2 separate regions of the Mus musculus genome follow, and region 2 is linked to region 1. Evidence: chromatin contacts called from public promoter capture Hi-C data. All regions are on one chromosome and are shown on one strand. The core of a region is the stretch at or near the end of the contact, and the rest is flanking DNA. Distances in the headings are between cores, read along the strand shown.

Region 1 (3,022 bases), core at 382-2,881:
AAGAAGAGAGAGAGAGAGAGAGAGAGAGAGAGAGAGAAGCCAACGTGGCTGTAATGCTAGTACTGGGAAGGCAGAGGCAGGGGAATCCCTGGGACTTGCTGACCAGCCTGTGGAGCAGAATCAGCAAATTCCAGGTTTGGTAAGAGACAGTCTCAAAGAAGATGGAGAGCAGTTGAGCAAGACACCAAATGTCAAGCCTTCACCATGCAGGCTTGCATGCATGCATGCACACGCACACAGAGATCATTCTACAATCAGTAATTTTCAACAAATCTATTCAACAAATCTTGAGTACCACCTATAAGCCAGTATTGTTCAAGACACTGGGTGCAGCCAACAGAATTGGGGTTTTCTTCCCCCAAAGGATCGTGCTTTTTAAAATCTTCCTGAAAAAAAAAAAATATGGGTTGAGACTCAGTACTGAATAACTGTTTATTAAAGCGGTGGGCTTCCTGGGTCCAAGCTCTCCAAACTCACTCAAACTGAAAGTGCATGAACCTATAAGGAACAGAAGCTAAGAAAACCACTTCTAAATGAACTTCCACTTCTCAAAAGCCTCAAAACAAGGAAGGAAAAGAAAACAGCTAAGAAAGCATTGCTGAACCAACACATTTTATGCACTCTGACAGAGCATTCTAATCCTCCCTCCCTCTTGTAAGCTACAAAGAGTGACCCCTCCCTCCCGAAGCCTTGCAGCCCGGGATTCAAGTGTCTAAAAGATCTCAGAAAGTTGAACGCACCTCAGCTCCCTGAGCAAGCCTTGGTTTCTTTCCGATTAAGTCTCAGGGGGGAAATGAGCAGATGCCACTTGGACGAACCCAGCCAAAGTGACAACGACAAACTGAGCTTCAGGCGCAAGAGGGGCTCAAAGTCTGAACACCTCGTGCGTGATCAATGCAGAAGCAATTTTAAAAACAAACAAAAGCCGGGTTCCGCACAGCCCGGTGGAACGTTCTAAGCTCGTTGGGGAAGGAAGCCGAGAATGTGCTCTAGGGGAGTCGCGAGGCTCTGCACGGCGTGGGAGTCCCTGCAGGATGTGAGAGGGATTCCGCGAATTCGGTCTGCTCTGAAGCGGCTTTTGTGAGAAGCGACAGCTGGCACCTCACGGCGGGCGAGGGTGACGCCGAGCTGTGCCATGCGGCGCGGGCTGCCACCTGGGCACTCCCCCCATTCTCCGCAGCGGCGACGCCAGACACGAGAGCCCGGCCTGCGCCGCGCGCGCCCCAGGAACCGTGACCTCTCGGGGGAGCCCTCGCAGTCCAGGCTGCGAGCCCCGGCGCGCGCACTCACCTCAGCAGACTGGAGAGCGGGTGGCTAGAAGAACCGAGGCCGCCGCCCCCGGAGCCGCCGCCGCTGCCTGAGCCGCCGCCGCCGCCGCCGAAGCCGGAGGAGAGCCGCTTCCCGGACAGCAGCTTCTCCACGGCCGGGAGGTGCCCGGTGCGGGCCGCCTCCAGCAGCTCCTGCTCCTTCCCCATCCCCAGGACCGCCACCCCTCGGACCTCAACCCGGAGCCTTGCAGAGCCTGCTCCGGCTCCGAAACTTTCCGTCTCCGGGCAACGCACCCCTCAAACCGGCCGGGGACGCCACCCCCTCTCCCCCCGCCTCCTCGGCCTCCCCCACTCCCTGGCGGCGCGTCACTTCCGGGATCCGGCGTCACGCGTCACCGCGCCCCCGCGCCCCGCCCCCTTGCCCACCTAGTGGGCGGGGCTCGGCGCCGCCGTGCAGGTGAGCCCGCTTGGCGGAGGGGAGCCTCGGTGTGCGGAGCCGAGCCTGGCGCAGGCGCGGTCTACGCCTAGCGGACCCGCCCATTCGCCAGGTGGCGGAGATCGGAGGCGGCACGCCTGCAGGAGCTTCCCGAACTGCTCGCCTTCCCAAAGGTTTGGGACCTCATGGCACTGGAAATGCGGTCATTGTTCCTGGCACCGTAGAAACAAAAGAAAAGGGGGTAACGCGTACCTCTGTTTTCAACTCCATTCAAAACGCATAGATTCAATACGGGATAGGCGCGGAGATCTAGAACCAGACTTGAAAAATCCCTCCCTCTGGTGCCTCCTGGAGGGAAGACCTGAGAGTTTTACTTCTGCAGTTAGACTGGCATTGTGGCAACTGCCATTTGTCCCAGCAGTCGAGAAGCAGAAGCCGCTGGCTGCATCGCTGTGAGTTTAAGGTCAGCCTGATCTACAAAGCAAGTTACGGGCTAGCCAAGGCTACATAGTGAGACCCTCTCTCCAGAAAAAAAAAGGTGGGGGGGGGGGAGGGAGTACGGGGGTGGCTGGAGAGGTGGTTCCCTGTTAAGAGCACTGGTTGCTCTGCCAGAGAATCTAGGTTTGATTCCCATCACTTGTGGCGCCTCACAGCAGTCTGTAACTCCAGCTCCAGCGGATGTAACACCTTTTGCTGGCCTCCCAGGGTACCACGAACGCATGTGGAGCTCAGACTTACATGCAAAACACCCATACACATGAAAAAAAAATGTAAGAACTCTTAACAGACACTATCCTCGCACTCCATCCTACTAACTCTTCAGAAAAAGTCAGAAGAGACCTTCTTTCTCTTAGTTGTCATGAGAGACATTTTAAAAGTCAGATTTGGGGAACCATTTCCAATTTTTAATATTGGTGGACTAAGGAGGGAAATGTAATTGGGAAAGGATGACTTTTTTTTTTTTTTCTGTTTTTCCCTCACAACACTAGCCTGTTCTGACGCGAGGCAGGTGGCCAATATTTGAAGTGTTAAATGAAACCATTGGATACTTTCTGTTGGCGTTAGAGATGCTTGCGAAACAGAAGGGAAACTTCCCTGGTGGACACAAGCCGGTGGTCTTAGTTCTTTGGGAAATCCGAGGTTAGGTCGCTGCCGGAAGCTGCTCAGTCCACGGCAACAACAAGCAGCGGGACCGAGTTCTCTCCCTGTTCCCCGACTTTGGGCTGAAGGAGTAAAGTTAAAGAAGGGTTAATTGGCATTACATTCCCAGGAAGGAGAAGAAAAAGAAGGAAAAAGAAGTCTCTCGGGAAACGAATTA
Region 2 (3,022 bases), core at 171-2,670, 2.7 Mb after region 1:
AACAGACCTCATTGGTAGGATAGCACAATAGACTCCTGAGTTCAATCACAACACTGTGAAAAAGACAGAAACAAACAAACAAAAAAAACCAACCCACTATATTATTGATGTTTTGTTTTGTTTGAGACAGGCCCTCCCTACGTAGCCCAAGCAGACCCCAAACTTAGGATCCTCCTGCCTCAGTTTCATAAGTGTTGAGATGACAAGCATACCCTACCACTTCTGTCAAGTTTTTAAGTTCTCATGTGGGAATGAAGAGCAGAAGAGAAAAAAAAAAAAAAAAAGATGGCAGCAGAAGCAGGAAGCAGGCTGATATCTAAGTCTACAGCAAGGCTGGTTTACATAGCCAGTTCTAGGCCTGCCAGAGCTAAATAGGGGGACTGTGTTTCAAAACAAAAAAACCAAAGCCTACTTGATGATGAAAGGGGAGGTGAGAAAATTGAGTTCATTAGACTTTACCAAATGTATTTTCCATTTGTTAGTTTTTAAAATAGCTTCAACTGATGTTGCACACATATAGGTAATTACACTTCAGCAGTTAGTCTGTCTCGGAAAGCGAATGAACTGCAGGTAACACCTCCACCAGATGAACGCTGGAAACATGATTAGGCTGTATGAACACATCATAACTCAAGAGCATAAGGTGCACCCAAAACCTTTTCTAGGAACCTCAAAAGTTCTATGGACGTAATCACTGGGCATTGGTGTTCGGCAAAGATCAGATTTCAAGCCTCCAACTTTGTGCTGTGTTCTTGTGTCTCAGCGCCAAGAGCGCCATCCAAGTCCTTTAAGCAACGAGGACATGCGCAGAACCAGTTCAGAAATCGTCAAATTCAACAACGAAAGGACGGCTGCCTAGTCCCTTCCTCAGCACGCACCCTGTTACGTTCTAGCCCCGTAGAGGGCCGGAGCTTCAAGCTCCTCCGGAGGACCTTCCGGCTCCTCCTCGTCCTCCTCTTCCAACACCTGCCTCAACCACAGGTCCATGCCGCTCTCCTCCCTCTGGTAGCACCATACAACCAGAGCCACGAGTGTGAGGGTGAGCGGCAGCACTTTCCACCAGGGCCGCTGCTGCGGCTTCCCCAGGGAATGCTCCACGGTCCAGCGGATCGGGGTGGCTTTGCTGCCGGAAAATTGGATCGGGAGGTTGGGGTCGTCGTCCTCCTCTTCCCTGTCTGCAGGCTGAGCTGGAGACCGGCCACGGGGCGGCGGATGCAAACTTCGCGAAGCCCAGCCCACGAGCCGCAGAGCCCGGACCGCTCTGGAAGAGAGACAGCAGTAAGCGTCCCGGAGCCACGGCCACCTCCCACCCTCACGCACCGGCACCTCACGGCTCTCACCCCGCAGCCCGTGAGCACAGGACACTGTTCATAGCGACCTCGACTCGCACGCTGAGGCGCACCGCGCTTTCGTCACTTCCGTCGCACAAAACCGGAAGCCGAACTTCACATCCAATTTCACGACTACAAAACGTGGGTCCAGCGGCGCAACGGAAATGATGCATTTCCTCTCGCTAGCTCTTCCGTCTCCGGCCTCGCCCTGATCACTATCTGGACGACTTACGGGTTTGTGTCGTTCTGGGTCCTTCCATTGAGACCTGATCCGGCGCGGCGGATTGAAAGTGAAGCAGACTCGGTTCTCCGAAGAGCTTGGCCCGAGGCTGTTTAGTGTGATGCCCAAGGACTTGAGAACCCGTGGCATCTGCTGGCTTCTTTCCAGGACCATCGTCCGGGAGGGACTTGGTCCCTGTTCTCCATGAGCGCATCTTCCAGTCTTAGCGCTCCATCCGAGCTCTCAGGCACGGAGGCGGGAAACCCTCGCGCCTTAAACGCCTCCCGGCCTGGCCGTCCCTTTGAAAAGGCTTGTAGAAACATCACCTCCACCTAGACTATCCCAGGTCCCCAGAATCCATTTGCCTTCAGGAAGAATGGAAATGGCTCTGTGTAGACCATAGGCTGACCAGATCTCGGACAGCCTACAGGGAGGCGATTCTGAAATTACACTCCCATAGCTAACGTGCACCTGGCCTTTTGATCTGGAAGCTGATTGAAGCTCTGCATCGTCAGAATCAGCCAGGCAACCTTGTAATCCCAATACTGTGGAGGCAGATAGAAGAGAATCACTGGTCCCAAGTACTACACAGCTTAACATCAACCCAATTTAAAATACAAAAAAAAAAAAAAAAAAAAGAGGATCAGCCCTAAAGGTGTCTGTCTTCTTAGTACCTGTGCTGTGTAGAAGCTAGAGTGAGTTATATTACACCTGGTCTTACCGCAGGGCTCAATAATGATTATCACTCCGATTTTATTCTTGATCTGTAAACCAGTGACATGAATAAAAACAAAAAAACACCTCTTCCTCTATCTCATGGGGCTGTGAGTTCCTTTCTGGGCAAGCAGAGTCCCCATGATTTATTTTGCTCAGGAGGGTGTCTGAGGGCACCACAGCATGCATGACAAGGGAGAAGTTAGGCAGGAAAAGGACCCTTCAGCCTTTGGCTGTTAGTGATGTAGATATTCCTGCTAGAGTGAGGGCCAGTCTTACACAGCACTCCAAGAAGGTAGAGGGTGCCCTCACTAGGCAGCATAGAGGGGAGACACACAACTCACAGTGCAGCAACCTGGCTCCTGAAGACATGAAGTTCAGCTACAAAAACCCAGCCCAACTGTCCTGTCTTCACTTGAAACTCCTCTGCTGGGGGACTGGACTTGAACTTCTCCCCATGCAGGGAAATAGGGGTCTGATATCAATTGGATCCAGAAGCTTGGGGGGGAAATTTACACCTGTTGCAACTGCAGGATTTGGGAGCAGCCTGCAAACTCACTTGCCTTGTTCCCTGCAGGTGGTTTTGCCCGCTCTTTGCTCAAGGTCTCCCACCTGGGGAAGCACACTCTGTCATCCTGAAGGTGACCATAGCTTTTGGATGTTTACTGCTTTGTGGGAAAGAAAGGGTCCTGGGAAATGCCCTTACTCTGAGCTGTAATCTAGCCCAGGATGGAACAAAATCAGGAGCCTCCTGTGA

The links. Capture Hi-C pulls out chosen DNA fragments and counts their contacts.
Region 2: a promoter capture Hi-C map of adipose tissue shows a contact between it and region 1, with 2.9 times the contacts expected there. The contact joins the promoter of BC003965 here to the promoter of Anks1 in region 1. A contact is called at or near these places in 2 of 39 promoter capture datasets (liver and pre-B cells), 1 of 484 Hi-C or Micro-C datasets (CD8 T cells) and 1 of 9 other capture datasets (adipose tissue).

The regions. Positions count from the first base shown.
Region 1 is chr17:27,907,915-27,910,936 of GRCm38.p6, reverse strand. It overlaps Anks1 (ankyrin repeat and SAM domain containing 1), which reads right to left and starts at 1,631. Exons shown (of 25, transcript NM_181413.4): 1 at 1,291-1,631. The coding sequence starts at 1,475. It also overlaps a transcript of Taf11 not described here.
Region 2 is chr17:25,182,959-25,185,980 of GRCm38.p6, reverse strand. It overlaps BC003965 (cDNA sequence BC003965), which reads right to left and starts at 1,420. Exons shown (of 2, transcript NM_183150.2): 1 at 1,341-1,420; 2 at 1-1,261. The coding sequence starts at 1,372. The coding sequence ends at 883.